2 separate regions of the Gossypium arboreum genome follow, and region 2 is linked to region 1. Evidence: chromatin contacts called from public Hi-C data. All regions are on one chromosome and are shown on one strand. The core of a region is the stretch at or near the end of the contact, and the rest is flanking DNA. Distances in the headings are between cores, read along the strand shown.

The links. A called contact is a pair of places that touch in the nucleus more often than the background predicts.
Region 2: a contact with region 1 is called in a Hi-C map of leaf, with 3 times the contacts expected there. The contact joins the enhancer-like site here to the promoter of LOC108454131 in region 1. A contact is called at or near these places in 2 of 5 Hi-C or Micro-C datasets (both in leaf).

Annotation. Positions count from the first base shown.
Region 1 is chr9:12,704,855-12,711,324 of ASM2569848v2, reverse strand. LOC108454131 (pectate lyase-like) reads left to right here and starts at 3,216. Exons shown (of 3, transcript XM_017752464.2): 1 at 3,216-3,384; 2 at 3,469-4,348; 3 at 4,435-4,951. The coding sequence starts at 3,266. The coding sequence ends at 4,659. LOC108454130 (glycerol-3-phosphate dehydrogenase [NAD(+)]-like) reads left to right here and starts at 5,326. Exons shown (of 12, transcript XM_017752463.2): 1 at 5,326-5,503; 2 at 5,609-6,348. The coding sequence starts at 6,018.
Region 2 is chr9:13,110,914-13,117,383 of ASM2569848v2, reverse strand. No RefSeq gene overlaps it. Among protein-coding and RNA genes, the nearest start is that of LOC108455631, 20 kb to the left of the region's middle. Within about 2 kb of position 3,398, at least 1 of the 2 cell types and tissues checked has an H3K27ac peak or open chromatin away from gene starts, as enhancers often do. A contact at or near this core is called in leaf, where this site is marked.

The DNA of each region.
Region 1 (6,470 bases), core at 1,967-4,466:
AAAATCACTTACTTGTGAAGGCTTTAAGTTGCTAAAATTTTTTAAGCTGAAAACCCCTACAATGGTTGAATTTTCGGTGGAGAAGATGGTAGAAAAAAAAAGATGATATCTTTTCTCTTTATTTTAGTTTTATTCTAATCAAAATTAGGTCATAAAATTACCTAACCATTTGACCCATTGATTTCCTTGTCCCTATGCCCGGCCATGCCTCTTGGAGAAGGTCTAATTTCCCTTTAAAGACCTCCAATTATGGCTCTCTAGCTATTTGGTATGTCTATCAAGTAAAATAGAACTTTTACCCTTTATGCGATTTAGTCCTTTTTCCCGATTAAGCATGCAATAACTAAAATTAATTCACTAAAATTTTCATACTCTTATATAATCATGCTACAACACATAAAATAATATAAAAATAATTTCTCCAACCTCGGTTTAGTGGTCCCGAAACCACTATTCCGACTAGGCCCAAAATCGAGTTGTTACAATATTACTACATTAAGGGCACTATATTCAAATATATACATGTGAATGACCTCATCATAAACACTAAAGAATTCATTAATAGCAACATTGTGGATCCTCCTCACCATGCCCACGAAAACCGTGAAACCCACTTGATAGTGAGGGGTTGAGGTATCTAGTTTTGGCCATCAAAATTCATCTGTCATTTTCTTTGCTACCTAAATTGACGATCGATACAATATTATATTTTCATTTTATAAGGTAAAGGTATGGGTATCTAAGGATCAATTTTAAAATATGATGTTATTATAAAATTCATTTTAATGATAAATTCTTGCCATTATACCATAGGCTCTGTTGATACAAAATAAAATTACTAGATATGTAGAGAAGAATAATTGATGCATTGTTGAAGTATAGGTCCCATGCTCTATCAATGAATAATAGCATGACACCTCATCATTAAATAAAATAAAGAATAGTGGAGGGCATATAAATAAATACTAATAAGTTTATTTAAACATAATTAAATAATAAATAATTATAAATAAGTGCTTAAACCTTGAAACCTAAACACGAGACTCTTGACTCTAAATTCAAGCCTCCAAACCCTTAAAATAAAGATCCTAAATTCGTGAGTTATTAATATTTATTTATAATAGTTACATTTAATTATGTTTAAATAAAATTATTAATATTTTTAAAAATTGTTCATATTTTTATTTAATTTGATAATAATCATTGATAATGTATAAGATTTATACGCTAATGATACATTAAATATTATTCTAATAAATTAATTTCCATAAAATAGCGTATTAAGTGTGGTTAAACCTATGATATCGTTTTGAATATATTAGGTCTGCAAGAACCATATATAGAATTATAGGCCAAAACAATAAAGGAATGTTAGTTACTTGTAGTTATTATTATACCTCTAATTAATAAAATAAAATAAAAAAAATAAAGTAAAGGACTAGAGGCCCAAATTTCAACCTCCTATTTTTGTTTATCTTTGGACCAAAATGCTAGAAAGACCAAATGGACATATACTACGATTAATTAGTTGATGTCTATATAATACACACATATAGACCATTATAGCTCTAATTGCCACTTCCCAATTTCAATGCCATTTTCTTAGGGTAGGAAATAAGTTTTAATTGTTTATTTTAATTGTTAAATTAGGAAATATTATTAATTATCTTAAAAATATTGTATGACTATCTTAGTTTTGGGAAAGCTATTAAAAGATGTTAAAATATTGAGTCAAAATTCATTCTATTACTTTTTCATCCATTAATATTTAATATAATGATCATCACGATTTAAATGAATAAGATCCAATATTGAATCTTGAAGTCAAAATTTTCATCCTTACTAGTGTACGTGTTGATAAGATCCTTAGCTGATATTAAGGAACAATGAGAAAAAGGGTACAATGTTTGTACATATCTTCATTAGTTAGCTTTCTATGACACGTTAGTAAGTCAAAAAAACACGTCCAAAAATTTCAAGTTTTGCAAGAAATATTGTTGGGCAAAACATGATCCAATCATGTTCCATTAATTTTGTTGAGCAAATTGTGGATATAATTGGAAAGTTTGATGATTTCTTTAACTAGTTATTTCCTCTACAAAATTTTAATTAAAATCGAATTAATAAAATAAATCAAATCATTCAAAAAATGAATTAAAATATGTTAAGTTTTAATGGGCTTTAATATTAATAATTAAATTCATTTATTTTAAAATATAATAAAAACCGAAGTCCATTATAATATTCTTCAAATTCAAATAACTATACTCATTATTTAAAGGTTAGATTATGCTATTAGTCCATATACCATGCATTAGATGTGGATTTAACCCTATATCTTTACTTCAGTCATTTTCAGTCTTTGTACTCTTTTTAATTTTGAAATTTTAGTTATAATTAAATGATAGCTATTAATTTTATTAAGTTATATGATGTTATTTCTAAAATTTGATGCAACAAGCATACTATGTTACATATGTAATGCCATGTAGGTTTACTATTTTCGCACATTACTCACAAAAAGTTAATCAATAAATTTAATGGTAGTTATTTACGTTAAGATAGAAATTTTAACATTTGAAATGTATAAAACTACAAATGATTCAATTGGAGGAATTGGACTAGATCTACAATTTTAAACATAGTCCAAGACTAATAGTAGAATTTAACTATTACCATTAGGTTAAGATTGAAATTTTAAAATTTGAAAAATATAAATACTAAAATTAACTAAATTGAAGATCATAAACTAAATCCACAAGGACTAATAACAAAATTTTACGATATTCAAAACTCAAATCCAACCAAAATTATAAATTTCTCAACTAAATCTAAGATTTAAAGAAAATAATGAAATACAGTAATATTTCTTATATCTTTTTGGTTAATTACCAATTCAACATGATTCAGTTATTGGATTCCATTATATAGCCTAATGGCAAGAAGGGCAGGCCATAAAAGGAACACTTTTTATGCCTAGTGTGATGAATTGCAAACTCAAAGTAGACTCAATAAATTCAATAAAATAGACTTTGATTAATATGTGTCTGAAATTGTTGACGCCTGATTAACGATTTAAACTACCCATACGAGACTCCCCAAGACTTGAACAAATTTAAACGCTTAAATTACTATTTGGACCCACCTGCTTAGCTTAATCACGCCTTACCTCTCGGCTTTTACCCTTTATATAAGTCCCCCACATTGTACGATGCCTAGCCACCCCACTACCTCCATTGGCTCCCACTTTATCACTATTCCAAAAATGGGATCGTCAACATTTTCATATATCTTTCACATTCTCTTCATTTCCCTCCTTGTTCCAAATCTAGCTTCTTCCTCGCCAGTTCAAGATCCTGAATTTGTTGTTGATGAAGTTCACAAGTAATTCATTTATATACTCTTACAATGTTTATATTGTATAAGATTAATGTGTACATATATGTATTGGTATGTTTTCATTTGCAGGAGTATCAATGCTTCGAGGAGGAACTTGGGTTACTTGTCATGTGGAACAGGAAACCCCATTGATGATTGTTGGAGGTGTGATCCGAACTGGGAGAAGAACCGGCAAAGGTTAGCCGATTGCGCGATTGGGTTCGGGAAGCATGCCATGGGAGGCAAAAATGGTCGAATCTATGTTATTACGGATGCCGGCGATGACGACCCGGTGAACCCTAGGCCGGGTACTTTAAGGCATGCTGTGATTCAAGACGAGTCATTGTGGATTATTTTCAAGAGAGATATGGTGATTACGTTGAAACAAGAATTGTTGATGAACTCTTTCAAAACAATAGACGGTCGAGGTGCGAGCGTTCACATATCGGGTGGACCATGCATCACCATCCATTATGTGTCGAACATCATCATCCATGGCATCCACATACATGATTGTAAACCCGGGGGTAGTACAATTATAAGAGACTCTCCCCATCATGCAGGGCATTGGACTCCATCGGACGGTGATGGTGTCTCCATCTTTGGCAGCAAGAATATATGGGTTGACCATTGTTCATTGTCGAATTGTCATGATGGACTCATCGATGTCATCCATGGATCCACCGCCGTGACTATATCAAACAACTACATGACCCATCATGATAAAGTCATGCTTTTGGGCCACAGTGATTCCTATATGCAAGATAAAAACATGCAAGTCACTGTTGCCTTTAACCATTTCGGGGAAGGTCTAATTCAAAGAATGCCAAGGTGTAGACTTGGATATTTCCATGTGGTGAACAACGATTACACTCATTGGGAAATGTACGCCATTGGTGGCAGTGCAAACCCTACTATCAACAGCCAAGGAAACAGGTTTCTAGCACCCAATGATAGATCAAAGAAAGAGGTAATTAATTTTCAAAGTCCTCATTAGCGCGAGTTAACTCATATATATCACCATTTTCACACTACCATATGTAATGATTTTTGTAGGTGACCAAGCATGAGAATGCACCAGAGAGTGAATGGAAACGCTGGAACTGGAGATCCGAAGGAGACTTGATGTTGAATGGAGCCTTTTTCAGGCAAACCGGTGCTTCTGGTGCATCTTCAACCTTTGCTAGGGCTTCGAGCCTTAGTGCTAGACCATCTTCTCTTGTGGGTACAATGACAATGACTGCTGGTGCACTCAAATGTAGAAGGGGTTCCCACTGCTAGTTTTAAACTTATAATTAGCAGTTTAATTATAATTTAGTCTTTTTGTTTCTTTTAAGAATGTAATGAAACGACGACCTCTGCATGTTGCCTGAAATTGAACACAACATGGATTAATCATTAATCCTATACAGTTAATTTGTAGTAATTTTCTGTATTGATAGATCAACAAAGCATGCAACTGCAGTTTAGGGTTGCTTTTATGTAATCTGCTATAAGTGGCAAAAGTGTACTTTTTCATGAAAGTGATTGTCTTTATTGATAAGGGAGAATTTTGCTTGTTTTATCTACATAATGTTTTCAGTTTGGACTGAAGGTATGGTAATTCTCCTATAAAAAGTATATATTTTATATCTCTTAAATGTTTTCATGGATAAAAAGTCAAACCAAAGCATTAATTATAAATGTTGTGAGCTTTTGGATAATTGTCACCGAAAAAAGTAAATGCTTTTGAAGTGCCAAAATGTCAACGCAAACAAACCCAATTAATGATCAATTAATATATTCTTTGTCGTTGGAAATATTAAAATATAGAATTTTACTAATAAAAACTTAATAATAATAGTAATAGTATTCCTTAAAAAATTAATAATAGTAATAACCAAAAATGAAAAACCTTAATTTGGAAAATTAATAATAGTAATAATCATGCGATCTAGTTTTGATGTGTGAAACAAACAATGGCTTATAGGAAGAAAATTTTCATATAAAAAGGAGCAACTAAAAGCCATGTTTTGGGCGTAAATCATGGAGAAACTGAATATCTGAGCTAGACCGCAATGTGATTGAGTAGAGTGGGAATGCGAGACAGGATCTCCCGCATGCACTCATAGCTTCAAGCTTTTTGGTATGTTTATTACATTGTGATTAATTAAAGTCAGTCACTGTCTTAAACATTTGCAAATGCCAATTGCAATTTACCAAACTTCTATCTCATATCATCTTCTTGCAGACCTTTGTTTTTACCATGAATATCAAGTATCTCTCTATCTATCTCTATCTATTGACCCAACCAGTTTTGGGCTAAAATATATTGACCCATTAGAAAATGGGTCTAAGATATTTCTATATTGAAATGGACCCAAGCCAAGTTCCACGACGGTTTTTGTTCTTTGGATCATAGCCTTCATTGGTTTCACTTTCATTTTTATTCACTGATAAATTGCCAAAACAACCATGTCATTACAAAATTACTCTGCAAAGTAAGGTCCAAACTTGCACTAGTTTTGACTTGGAAAGAAAACCCGAAGGAAGAAAGCAAAAGCAGCATAGAGTAGATCGCCAACTTCAACAAATGAAAGCATAAAAGAGAACTTTGTTTCATTGTTTGTGACGACAACGTGTCTGTCATCTCCGCCCTCATGCGCTTTCATTTCCCCTTATATTCTTCTTCCTCTTTCTCCCTCGTTTCTAACTTCACTTTCATTTCTTCATTGCCACTCATCTTTTCTTCCTCCCATTTCTCCACTTTCATTTCAATGGCTCCTGCTTTTGAACCTGTCTCTCCCCCACACCAAGAAGCTGAACCCCAAACTGCAACACCCCATCACACTGACACTGTAAACAATTTTGGGAATGATGGTCAAGTTGTTGGCTCTAAATCAAAGGTCACTGTTGTTGGTAGTGGTAATTGGGGTAGTGTTGCTGCTAAGCTCATTGCTTCTAACACTCTCAAGCTCAACTCTTTTCATGGTATTTCTCTACCCTTCACTCATCTTTTTGTTTCTTGCATGATTATCTGTTTCTTTCAATGATTTAGAAAGCGGGGAAAAGCTCACCAAAGATGTTAACTTGTGAGATTCATATGGTGGAAT
Region 2 (6,470 bases), core at 2,149-4,648, 410 kb before region 1:
TAGGGCTACTAACAGGAGGAAAAAAAACAATATTGCTAGACTTAAAGACACCAACGGCAGTTGGAGGGATAATAATATGGATATTTGTAAAGCTATCAGGGAGTATTTTCAACTCTTGTTTAAGTCAAATTTAAATTCTAACAGTGAGCTTAATCTGGACTATATAGAGAATTGCATTTCAGGGACGGTAAATGACCGGTTGTTACAGGATTTTACAGAGAGCGAAATCATGGAGGCCTTTAATCAAATGGATCCTAGGAAAGCTCCCGGAATTGATGGTTTGTCAGGACATTTCTTCAAAGAAAATTGGGACGTTGTTGGAGCGGATATTATTAATCTTTGCCTGGATATTCTTAGGGGTGTTAAAGATGCGGATTGTTTAAATGATACCATTATTGTTTTAATCCCTAAGATTAAAGATCCTGTGGATATGACTAATTTTAGGCCCATCAGCCTTTGCAGGGTGATTTACAAAATTGTTGCGAAAGTGCTTGCCAACCAGTTGAAGGAAACACTTCCGTTATGCATCAGCCAAAATCAAAGTGCCTTTGTTCCGGGGAGGATGATCCACGATAACATTTTGATTGCTCACGAGCTTGCCCATTATCTTCAGAGTACAAAGAATGGTCCTAATAAAGGGTTTGTGGTCAAGCTTGACATGAGCAAGGCTTATGACCGGGTGGAGTGGAACTTTATCGAAGAGGAGATGAAGAAAATGGGCTACGCTAACGATTGGGTGTCGAAGATTATGAGATGCGTTAGATCAGTTCATTATGTTGTCAAGTGCAATGCTATCCTATCCGATACAATTATGCCGGAGCGTGGCCTGAGACAAGGGGATCCTCTTTCTCCTTATCTATTTTTATTTTGCATGGAAGCTTTTTCTAAACTGCTATTTCGTGCCCAGTATAATAATATGCTTAAGGGAATTAGAGCTAGTAGAAATGGGCCCCGTATTAATCACCTGTTTTTTGCTGATGACGCTCTTCTCTTTGTTCGTAATAAAAAAAGAGATGTTGAGGAGCTTGTGAGTATTATAGCTCATTTTAGTAGGGTTTCGGGCCAAGAGATTAATAAGGATAAATCCATGATTTTGTTTAGCCCTAAAACCCCTAGGGATAGTAGACTTTTGGTTTGCTCCTTGCTTGGCATGCGGACTGTCGAAAAGCTTGATAGTTATCTTGGACTTCCACTTCCTGTTGGTAGGAAGAAATCTTTAGCTTTCACTGACATTATCAATAGGTGTACTTGCAGGGTTAAAAGCTGGTCAAAACACTTGCTTTCTTACGGTGGGAAAGAGGTCTTTATCAAGGCGATTATCCAGGCCATTCCGACCTATGCATTTTCGGAGTTCTTGGCTCCAAAAGGCACTATAGAGGAACTCCATTCACAAATGGGAAGGATGTGGTGGACAAACAATGACAAGATGCGAGGTTGGGCAATGATGGCGTGGAGGAAAATGTGTCATCCGAAGGGTATGGGTGGCATGGGCTTTCGAAACCTACATCTCTTCAACCTGGCTCTTTTGGGGAGACAGGTTTGGAGACTTATGTCTCAACAGGACACTCTATGTTTTAAAGTCCTATGTGCGAAGTACTTCCCTGAAGGGGACGTGTTCAGTTATAAGCGGTGCGACAAGCCTTCATTCACCTGGGCGAGCATAGCCAAGGCAGTAGATGCGCTTAAGGATGGTTTTATTTGGCAAGTGGGAGATGGCAATGGGATTGATCTTAGACGTGAGCATTGGGGGCTGAATGGAATCTTTGGAGAGTCGGTTTGTCGATCTCCTCTCAATGGTAATGAAAGAAAAGTCAAAGACCTGTGGGACCAAGATAACAAGCGTTGGAAAAGGGAAAGGGTGAAAGAGATTTATGGGGATTATTTGGGGGAGTGCATATGAATTTGCCCATTCCTCCTAATAATATTAAAGACACCCGGACGTGGTTCCAAAATCCGCATGGTATTTACACGTCCAGGTCGGCTTATTCTTGGCTGATTCTTAAGGAAGTCGGATTCGGCCCTCACCGTTTTTTTGGCGAGCCATTTGGAAACTCAAGATGCTTCCGAAGATAAAAATTTTCAGCTGGAGGATCGGACATAACATCCTTCCAACTTTTGATAATATTGCTCGGATTCGTCAGGGTTTTATTAATATTTGTCCGAGATGCCAAAGCAAAGATGAGTCGCTGATTCACGCGTTAAAAGACTGCCTAAAAGCCCGAGGAATCCTTGTTGCTGGGGGTTTAAACAATAAATTACTGGAAGGGGATTACACCGAGTGTATTGACTGGCTGGAAGATATGTTTAGAGAGCTTGACAAAAAGGCTGCTGCTGACTTCTTAACCCTTCTCTGGAACAGTTGGAACAATAGGAATAATATGGTTTTTAAAGGCAAGATGGACGATGCGTTTCTGATTTGGGAAAGGGCGCAAGCGCTGAGTACAGATTTTAGAATTTTTAATTTGACTGAGCCACCTATTATTCCCTCGACTCCGATGAACAGGGTTTGGAAAGCGCCTCCGACTGGTTACATCAAGGTAAATGTGGATGCTGCCATTTCGGATGGGTGCAGTGGTTTTGGCGTTGTCGTAAGAGACAACGATGGTTTTGTCATTGGGGGATGTTATAAGTTTCGGGCCGAAGCGATGGATGTGTGCTGGGCTGAGCTGCAGGCGTTGACTGAAGGTTTAAAGATGGCTAAAAAGCTAAAGGCGACACAGCTTATTTTGGAATCGGATAATGCAATGCTGGTCAACAAGGTCAACAAGCGGGCGCAGGATATTACCATTCTGGGTCAGCGCACTACGTAAGTGTGCGAAGAATTTAAAACTTTAATTCGGTCCAAATCAATTGGGTCCATCGTCTTTGTAATAAGGTTGCGGATTTTTTGAGTACTTTAGCAATTACGAATAAGGGTGATTTGTACTTTGATATGGATTATCCGATGGAGATCCATAATTTTATTATTCATGATGCTATAAAATGAGGTAGACCCTTGGGTCGTTTTCTTTAAAAAAAAAAAAAGAATGTCAACTGGTAGCCTTTTCTTGCTTTTCGTTTTTTGGGTCTGCCTTATTCGTTTGAATATTATGGCAGTTTTTGTGGGTTATGAGCGTGTTTCATTTTGATTGTGAGGTTTGATTTACTCTTTTCTATTTGTTTTTTTCCGTTCGGTGGCCGTACGGTGCTTTTATGGTGAAGCGATAGGGCCTGACGGTTCTTCTGGTCAGACGGGACGTTTCTTGCAGCGTGTTTTGCTTCGTGTCCTACGATGAACTTTTCCGATTACTTTTGTTTGGTCTTATGAATTTTTTATTTGGTTTTATCCGGTATCTTGATATTTGCATTTCTGCATGTTTACGAGTTATTAGGTTGAGGGTCCCACGGTGGCTACGTTCTATTCTCTTTCTTTGAATTTTCTACGTTCTTTTTTCGTTTGTTTCTGCATGAAAGACGGTTTTCGTTTCCCCCCAAACAACGTGTATGCTTCATGCATGCAGGGCTTACGAGTTGTGTTTTATGTACAGTAATTCCTTTAAGTCTATTGTTTTTGTTTATTTCCTGTTGATTTTTTCTTTGTCTTCTTGCTGGGTGTTTGTCTATCTGTTCGTGGCTGCTTCTTGGCTCATTGAGACTTTTGTGGTTTCGCACGAGATCGTTTTGGTGGTGGTGCTCCTGTTGATGCGCGTTATTACATGTTTTTGCTTTCTTGCTTTTTCTCTCCTTCTTGATTGTTTGGGGTGGATTTGCTGGTGGTGGGTTCTGTCCGGAGGCTGATATGGTTCTTTGGATGAGTCGTGCCCTCAATCAGGTGGCCTGTACAGGGTTTTAGCCTTTTTCTTGTTATGTTCTTGTCGCGGTTGGTGAGGCGTGTTTTTGGAGTTCTCCGATATTTGCCTGCTATCTCCTTGCGATTTTAGAGTTCTCTGTTTTTGTTGTTTTTGTTTTTGCTGTCTCTGCTTTCATTTCAGGTTTAGTTAAGGCATCTGTTGAGGACCGGGTCGTGGGCAGTGCTGTGTCCGGAGGTTCTTTCTTGGCTTTCCCTTCGTTTCGTGGGCTCGCTGGTTAGTTAGGGAATGATCCTGATTAGTGACAAGGTGCATATGGGCTGATGATTTATTTTCGTTGCTTGAAAGAATGCTATTTTGGTAATAAGAGTTTCTTCAAGTGAGAAGGTGTTTGCTGGTCTGTGTTTCATCTGGCAAAAAGAGGGCTGAAGACCAGTCAAGCATATAGCTATGAAGATTCTTTGCTGGAATTGTCATGGGATTGGTAACCCTATGACTGTCCGCGAATTAAAGTAACTTCTCGTTGCGAACGATCCGGAGGTTATTTTTCTATGTGAGACTAAAGTGCAATCTAACAAATTTCCTTCTATTCGAAGCAAGTGTAGGATGGAGGGATGCCTGGCAGTCAATGCTTGTAAAAGTGGTGGGCTGGTTATGATGTGGAAGGAGGGCACAAATTTCGAAGTCAAAAGCTATTCCAGCAACCACATTGACTCTCTGATTCGAGTTGAAAATGACAATCCAATTCGGTTCACTGGGTTTTATGGGAACGCCGATCCTACCAAGAGAAAAAGCTCGTGGGATATGCTTAGGAGGGCGGGAAGCTTGGTTAAGGAAAAGTGGATTATTGGAGGTGATTTCAACGCCATACTTGACAACTCGGAGAAGGAAGGTGGTAGGAGGAAACCGCAGGCCCTAATGGACGAATTTTGTGAGGTTATTGATGAGTTATCTCTGGTTGATTTGAAAACTGATAATGGGTGGTTCACATGGGTCAATAATCGATAGGCCACCGCGATGGTCAAAGAAAGATTGGATCGTTTTTTAATCTCGGCTAGTGATGTGGAAAGCTTCCCGTTCACTGAAACCAAGGTTATTCGACAGTCTAACTCCGACCACAATGCTATTGTGCTTGATACTAAGGGTCGAAAGCTTAGAGAAGAGCAAAGGGATTCTAGGCTTATGTTTAGATATGATATATGCTGGGCTAAAGAGCTGGAAGCTAAAAATATCATTAAAAATGCTTGGAAGATGGATACGGAGGATATAATGGATAAGTAGAGAAGGTGGGACATGACCTGGGAGCGTGGCAGTTTAAGAGGTACAAGAGAATGAGAAGACAGATTGATGCGCTTAAGTCCAATATTAATAGGCTCATTGATAAACCTGTGGAAGTGTACGATGGAAACAAACTTAAAGCCATGAGAATAAAGCTAAGGAAACTGCTGGACAGAGAGGAGCAGTACTGGGCACAGAGATCAAGAGTTACATGGCCGAAAGAGGGGGACAGAAATACTAGGTTTTTTCACGTGAGGGCTACCAGCAGAAAAAAGAAGAACAGAATTGAAAAGCTGAAGGACATGCATGGCAACTGGAGGGAGAATACAAAGGATATTTGCGAGGCTGCCAGTGAGTATTTCCAAAATCTATTTGAGTCAACGTTACATATGGATGAAACATTAAATCTTGACTATATTGATACTTGTATTTCATGAGAGATGAATGACAGATTAACCATGGCGTAAACGGATCATGAAATTATTAACGCTTTTAAGCAGATGGATCATAGGAAAGCCCCGGGCATAGATGGTTTATCCAGAAATTTCTACAAAGAAAATTGAGAGGTGGTGGGAGATGACATTATAAAGCTATGTCATGAAGTTTTGAGGGGAGATACAAGTGTGGAGTTACTCAATGAGACCATTATTGTCCTTATCCCTAAAATCAAAGAGCCCATTGAGATGACTCACTTCCGACCAATTAGCCTATGTAGGGTGATATACAAAATTGTTGCTAAAGTTCTGGCAAATCGGTTGAAAGACACTCTCCGGACATGCATTACTCAAAATCAAAGCGCCTTTGTTCCTGGACGAATGATTCACGACAATGTCTTGATCGCTCACGAGTTGGTTCACTATCTTCAAAGCGCTAAGAATGGCCCTAACAAAGGCTTTGTGATCAAGCTCGATATGAGCAAAGCCTATGATAGAGTTGAATGGAAGTTTATTGAAGAGGTGATGAAAAGAATGGGCTATGCAGAGGCTTGGGTGACTAAGATTATGAGCTGTGTTTGATCGGTGCGGTACATGGTCAAATGCAACTCAACCCTGTTTGATACTATCGTGCCAAGAAGGGGACTTAGACAAGGGGATCCTCTTTCTCCCTATCTTTTTGTTTTTTGCATGGAAGCTTTTTCTGAATTGTTAATTCAAGCTCAGACCAATAATAAGCTTAAGGGAATTAGGGCTAGCATTAACGGACCGCGAATAAATCACTTATTTTTTGCCGATGACGCTCTCCTGTTTCTTAGTAACAAAATTAAGGATGTGGAGGAGATGGTCAATATTTTAACGAAATTCTCAGGCGCATCGGGTCAAACAATTAATAATGATAAATCTATGATTATGTTCAGCCCGAAAACTCCTTTGGCCCAAAGACACCTTTTTTGTTCTAAGCTTGGGA